Linked DNA regions of Mus musculus: region 1 is linked to region 2. Evidence: chromatin contacts called from public HiChIP or PLAC-seq data. All regions are on one chromosome and are shown on one strand. Each heading gives the region's core, a stretch centred on a gene start, on an enhancer-like site or on the middle of the called end of the contact. The rest is flanking DNA. Distances are from core to core; before and after follow the strand shown.

Region 1 (3,397 bases), core at 549-3,048, 1.0 Mb before region 2:
AGTCCGAGGCCAACCTGGTCTACAAAGTGAGCTCCAGGACAGCCAGGGCTATACAGAGAAACCCTGTCTCAAAAAACAAACAAACAAACAAAAAAACAAAAACAAAAACCTCTAGATCTGGCGCCAATTTTTGCAGTGCCAGTCAGGGGCACCGTTTGAGATGCCGAACAGATGCAAGCTGTGAGATGCTGTGAGGTCACAGCACTGCCCTTTCTGTCAAACAGGCAACCTGCTATTTTTTATGTAAGAGATACTTTTAGCCTCAACCTTACATTCCAAATTTTTTTTTTTTTTTTTTTTTTTTTTTTTGCTGCCTGGTTCCTTCCAGGAAATAGGAAATATAAACAGTGTCAAAAAGATGGAAGGAGAGCAAAGGCAGGGGAAGAGATCTGGAAAAGAACTTTCTCGGCATCCCTTCCAGTGCCTAGTCACTCCTGTTACCGAACCATGTTAACATTGAATAAATGTCAGTCAACCAAAAGCTCAGTTATTACGGATTTACAGTTGGCTCCGGGGCTGTAGGTAGTACAAACGTAATTCCCGTACCACAATGACTTCCCAAGTTTAGCAGTGAGGTGGTTTATCTTCTATTTAAGCGGTGCAACGGACCAAGATGCAAGTTCTTACGTTACACAGGAAAGTTCAAGTTCCTCTGCTGACTACACACAACACCTCAAAGAAAGTAACTCACGACCATTATTATCTCAGACGAATTTCAGGGAACAAGGTCAATTACCTTTCGAATTTCATCCAGCACCGTCTCAAAGGACTTTTTGTCCATCTTGAGTACTATTCCGTCGTGACGTCTCACAGTTCTTGCAATTACAAAACGCTCATCCCAGGTTCGTCTCGTGGATAATACACCAGGAGGAGAAAGGAGGCGAGGAGGTAGAGTATTGCAAACTGCACCAAAACAAAACAAAAAATCCCAGAACGAAAACTTGGAAAAAGTTGGGTTTTTTTTTGTTGTTGTTTGTTTGTTTTTTTAAATAAAAATCAGACTTCAGTAGCTTCTTCACACAAAGCTTCAGCTGCTCAGAGCAGAGCGGGCTTGTGCGTTTGCAGAAATCAGGGCTCCGGAGGGTGCCGACAGCCGGGTGCTCCGGGGAAGGCCGCCGAGCCACGCTCCGCTCACCGCCGTGATCCGGGACACGTGGCCCCGCGGGCGCTCAGACCCGCCGATCCGCCCGATCCCGGGGTCCCGCAGCTCCGGCAACCGGCGGCCCCCGCAGGTCCTTTGTTACGGGCTTTCGTAGCTTCCGGGAGCGGGCGGGCGGCCGGGGCGCACTAGGAGCCGGACGAAGGGGGCCAGAGCCTTGCGAAGGGAGGCTCTCGAGCACCTCAGCGCTCATACGGCCAGGCGCCCAGCGGGTGCTCCCCTAAATGCCCCACCAGCTCCAGGGGACCTTTGATAGAGCGTGTCGCGCCCACAAGACGCAATGGTGCACCGCCACCTTAAGTCGCTTTTGCACAAATGATTAGTTTGGGGCGTCGGGGGGGGGGGGCGGGGTCCTAGTGTGGGAATATAGGCGTCCACGGCAGAAGCCTGAATGCTTGTGGAGCAGACGTGACTAAAGTCCTTTTCGGAGCGTGGTAGTCATTGTTTTAGTGTCACGATCCCCTAACTCTTCAGTTTCTCGGTGCTCTGTTTTGCTTCTTGAAAGTGAGTTTAAAGGAGCGAAGAGTAAGTAGGTCAGGAAGATCTGCGGACGCCGCCATCCTAGTGGCCAGGAGCACCTCGGCGTGGGGACCAGGGTCACTCGCTGGGCGCCTGACTCGGGGCGGAGCAAGGAGCAGGACACCCGGAATTAGTCTTCGGCGGTTCTCCGGTCGAGTTTCCCGGTGCTTTAGTCTGCCTCTGCCCTAGAGCCGGCTTCAGGCCTCGCTGACTTTCGCCTCCCAGACCCTCGCGATGGCGAGAGCCTGGGTCTGCCTGGCGGGCGCCGCCTTCTTCCTTTCCTGTCTGGTTTTGCATTCGCGCTTCTGTGGCTCGCTGGTAAATAGCAGGCAGAAGGCTGTGGGTGTGGGTGCCACCGAGGGGTACAGCCCCTGGGGTCCCAAACCTGCTCCCCTGGGGCTCAGCAGCTGACGACTCGTCCTCTCATTTAGTGTAAAAAGAATGCACGTGGGGCTGGGGAGGTGGCGCGGAGGTTGGGAGCTCGAGCAGCTTTTTCAGAGGACTCAGGTTCGATTCCCAGCACCAACTTGAAGGCTCACTCTCTCACTGTAACTCCAGTTCCAGGGAGCCTGATGCCCTCTTCTGGCCTTTGTGGGCACATGGTGCACATAAACTCACCCGAGCTCATGCACACAAGTCTAAATAAAAATAAGTAAACATCACACACACACACACACACACACACACACACACACACACACACTGGATTTTCCCCAGCTCTTACTACACTCTTAAGTCACACACACACACACACACACACACACACACACACTGGATTTTCCCCAGCTCTTACTACACTCTTAAGTCATCATTAGACTTTTCTTATGGTTGTTTTGATCTTTAGATATACAATCTTATTTCCGGCTACCTTCTGGTTGTCGAACTGAATCTGAGTATTTTGATTTTATTTGAGGTTTCAAGGACATTTTCTTTTCACGTTTCCTGGAGAATGGAGGACCCTCTTTTCCGGCTGGATTTGGGTTGGCCCAAGAATTCGGAATACTTCACTGGTGCAACATTTTGTGTTGCAGTTGATTCCCTCAACGGGTTAGTTTACGTAGCCCAAGTAAGTAGAATGCATTTTTTTTTTTTTTTAATATGTGAGCCTGTGAGGTCAAGAGAGACCAGAGTGTTAATGCGGTTATCAACTACCAGTGGTTTCCAGGATTGAACTCTGAGTGTCAGTCTTGCTTAGCAAACACTTTCATCTGCTCAGCCATCTCTTCAACTAGAGATTTTTTTTTAATTTTAATTATATACATTCAGTTTGATCACAACAGACAGGAATAATAAAAGAACAGTCAATCTGAGCATGACAAAAAGGAAAAAAAGAAGATGAACAGAAAGGAAAGAAGTGTTTCCCACCTAGATAGCCTGCTGCATTTATAGTATGCTAACTATGCAATTTAATTTTGAGTTGGCTTCAAGTGCACATTTTAGATTTGTATGCATTAGAAATTATTAAGTTTTGAAGTTAGTGCTTTTTTTTTACACACTTCTAAATTTCTTATTATACTTTCATTTTGATTTCTCTGACAAAAGTAAAGATTAGCGTTCCTATTGAGTGATTCTAAGCAGTTGTTTTTGTGTGCCTTCAGAGAGGGGATAACATCCCCAAGGTATTAGTGTTCTCAGAGGATGGCTATTTCCTACGAGCCTGGAATTATACAGTTGACACACCCCATGGTATGTTTGTCTCCGGCACACCATTTGAACAGT
Region 2 (3,715 bases), core at 948-3,447:
CCTTTTCAGTTTCCTGGGCCTGGTGAGGTGAGCATTTCGGGTGTGGAGGGGGAGTCTGGATCAGTTAAAGGTACATCACCATGTTTACACAGAAAAGGACTTTGGCACAAACCAGAGGCTAGTTCAAGCTTAGCATTGTTTTTCTTTTCCTAATGGGTATTTACACCGGGTGGGGGAAAGTATGATCGTGCACACATACAAACACTTGTGGAAATAATGGACTATTGAATCAGTTTGGTAGCACATAGTTTAAGAACTGAAATTCAGCTGAATCATGGGTAATAGAAGATAGCGTCCACGAGGTATTTTTTTGTCAGACTTTTACACATATGCAAACAGATACACACGAGCCTTCTGAGTTTCGCCTTTGTTTGAAATCTTCCTATAAAGAAAAAATTTATACAGCATGATTAATATTTAAGTAAGTAAAATCGCTGATGCTAGTAAGTCAAATTTACAAATACCTATTATGGCAAGGCCCCAAATCAACCTCAAAGACGGCCCTACAAAAGAACATGGCCCCAGGCACATCTCTAGGACTGAATGTGACCAGTGACTGACTCCTCAGCACACGCTCGCTCACTGCTGTCCACCCACAGATTTCTAGTACACTGGCTTCAGGCAGGGCATCTAGACTGCGGTCCAGCCAATTTAAAGAATTGCAGACAAGAATTTTATCTCAGTTGTCATCATCCCTGAGCAAACGGTCAGTCTGAGATGTCCTGAACAGGGCAAGGCATGTCATCTCGAACTGCCAGGTGTCTCGTCACTCAGCATGGCTCTTTCTAACAGTGACAGGATCTGCCCTGGGGACTTGCTGGTGGACATTCTTCTACTGTGGCAAGAATGTCACTCTCAGCAAAGCCCTAGATAAGAGACATTTTGTTAGAAAAGTCCGCTGTCATCAAGGATGAGTCAACACGGGAGAAAAAAACGAGGAAAGGGGAAAGGTGGGGTCGGTAGGAAGAGCAGCATGGTGGATCTCTAGCCTGGGGCACACCTTTCCTTGCAGCATAAAACAAGGTGAGGAACCCCCTCCTGTCCACCGAACAGCTCACCACACAAACATCCTACCCAGTACAAGCACTCTCAATGGGACCTTTTTATTTGTGACTTTGTGTGGTCAGTGGAACTAGAAACAGAAATGACCAACAGAGCTGCTAAGGTCAGTGAAGATTAGCCAGGGCTGGGAAACTCTGTCCTTAAAGACTGAACTCTGCGCCATCACAGCTAAATAGTTCTCATGCAAAAAGGCTGATATTAGACACAGGTGACCATGGACAGACATCTTCTCTAGCACCTTACCTACACTGTGCACAGAGCTACAGTCTCATTTCCTGCATCTACACGAGGTTTCTAGATCATCAGTAAATACCTTAGTGAAGAGCCCTAGGCTCGACACAAGTACTGTATGCTAGATCCACCAGCAGTCACTTTATATTTTAGTTTTATATATGTAAACTAACTTTAAAAAAAATAAGCCCAGGGCGTATTTTATATATTCTTGGCCAAGTCTTTCTTGGAGTTTCAGAAAATCATGACTGAAAATCTTTAACTCTGCCTTAGGTTGTTGACTATTCCATAACTCTTTGGATACCCTACTGACCTTGATGCTAAGATCCTTAGCTAAGTGACCATTTTTTCTGGCTCTCTGGCCTCTTGTGAATTCATAGCTCCCAGCATAGAAGTAATTAACTGGTTTGAACCTAACCCATCGTATTGGTTACTTCTGACAAACCACCATAAAGTCTGACCCCAATCGGCACACGGGTAATTAAAGCCAGTTTCATGAAAGTGAGAAAAAGAATGTTCAAAATATATAGGCTACTATCTTCCAAGTTGAAATATTGGACCCAGCGAGAGGCCTGGTGCTGTGGGTCAGAATGGGCATTTGCTTCCTTTGCCTGCTTCTTGGTACCCAGGCCAAGGCTTCCAGGGAGACCACAGGGCAGGATGAGCAGGGCGTCATTTTATGGTTGATTGATAAAGACCATCCAACGCCAGGATTCTTTTGAGAGTTGTTTTCTGGCAGGGAGGAGGAGGGTGAGTTAGACAGGGCTTTTCTGAGTAGCTCCAGCTGTCCTGGAACTTGCTCTGTAGACCAAGCTGGCCTTGAACTTAGAGATCTCCCTAGCTCTGCCTCAGACTGCTGGGATTGATGGTGTGTGCTATCATGCCTGGCTAATTCTAGAATTCTCGCACATCTCTCTGCACCTGTACTCTCAGGGGAGCTGTCCCCAGGAAAGGGTTGCAAAGGATGTCATTTGGGAAGAAGAGACTTCAACCTGAGATTGGCTCTCAACACTCTGAAAAGTAGGGCATTGAACTGCCCCTCCCATCGATCATGGAAAGGATATAAGAAATCCTAGTAGTGATGAGGAAGAGGATAATGGACTATTTATAACCCAGAAGCAAAACGCATTAAGGAAGTGAGCCAGCCAGAAGCAGGGAGGGAGCACAGGGAAGAGGTAAACTGGCACATGAGCATATGTGAATGCAACAATCTACTCTGCACGCGAACCTAAAGATGCGCAAGCTGGGGAGAGGGCTCACTGGATATCTTTCCCTAGGGGTAATTCCCAGCACCCACATGGCAGCTCACAACCTTCTGTAAGGCCAGTCTCAGAGGATCTGCCACCCTCTTCTGGGTTTCGTGGGTACTATACACATGAGGTACATAGACATACATGCAAGCAAAGTATCTGTTTACATAAAAATAATTCATTAATTACAAAATAATATAGATGATCTCTCATTAGATGTTTTGAACCATCATAAGATAGATAAATAGATAGATAGATAGATAGATAGATAGATACATAGATACATAGATAGATACATAGATAGATACATAGATAGATACATAGATAGATACATAGATAGATACATAGATAGATACATAGATAGATAGATAGATAGATAGATAGATAGATAGATAGATAGATAGATAGATAGATACATAGATAGATACATAGATAGATACATAGATACATAGATAGATACATAGATAGATAGATACATAGATAGATAGATACATAGACAGATACATACATACATACATACATACATACATACATAGATGCATAGATGCATAGAAACATACATAGATAGATACATAGATAGATACATAGATAGATGTGTATCACCTGTGTGCTGGTACCTGTAGAGGCTAGAAGAGGGTATTAGATACACTAAAACTGGACTTACAAACAGTTGTCAGCTGCCATGTGGGTGCTGAGAATCAAACATGGGTCCTCTGGAAGAGCAGCTGTTTTTTTTAATTTGTTTTTATATATTTTTAATCCAATTGTTAAACCCTGACTAGGCTCAGACCTTCGAAGGTGGGTCCTTGGGAAATGGCTCAGTAGGTAAAGGGCACACAGGAGCTTGGATGCCTGGCACCTGTTTAAAAGTGGGATGCAGTAGCCTGCATCCGTGATGGCAGGGCTGCTGTGCAGAGACAAGGCAGAGCCTAGAGACACCGTCAGACGGTCTGAAATGGTGAGTCTTAAGATCAGGTCTTAAGAAATGAGATAAAAGGTGATAGCAGAGGTGATGTTGACCTCTGGTCTCCATAAGAACACCAACAGGCAAATGCATCCTCCTGACACACACACACATGAATATGCATACACATGCAGATACACACTAATAATAATGATAAATGAAATAAGCAGAAAATATATTAAAAAATGAATTTAGGAGGGTGGCATCA

The links. HiChIP or PLAC-seq counts read pairs in DNA pulled down with a chosen protein or histone mark.
Region 1: an H3K4me3 HiChIP or PLAC-seq map of pro-B cells shows a contact between it and region 2, with 5 times the contacts expected there. The contact joins the promoter of Nhlrc3 here to the enhancer-like site in region 2. A contact is called at or near these places in 4 of 39 promoter capture datasets (the C10 cell line, cranial neural crest and embryonic stem cells), 5 of 115 datasets of contacts at active chromatin or transcription factors (T-cell acute lymphoblastic leukemia, embryonic stem cells, epiblast stem cells and 2 more) and 1 of 9 other capture datasets (adipose tissue).

The regions. Positions count from the first base shown.
Region 1 is chr3:53,461,659-53,465,055 of GRCm38.p6, reverse strand. It overlaps Nhlrc3 (NHL repeat containing 3), which reads left to right and starts at 1,798. Exons shown (of 7, transcript NM_172501.2): 1 at 1,798-1,996; 2 at 2,592-2,744; 3 at 3,277-3,397. The coding sequence starts at 1,913. Proser1 (proline and serine rich 1) reads right to left here and starts at 1,261. Exons shown (of 13, transcript NM_173382.2): 1 at 737-1,261. The coding sequence starts at 781.
Region 2 is chr3:52,448,778-52,452,492 of GRCm38.p6, reverse strand. No RefSeq gene overlaps it. Among named protein-coding and RNA genes, the nearest start is that of Gm38537, 17 kb to the left of the region's middle. Within about 2 kb of position 2,197, at least 11 of the 459 cell types and tissues checked have an H3K27ac peak or open chromatin away from gene starts, as enhancers often do. A contact at or near this core is called in pro-B cells, where this site is marked.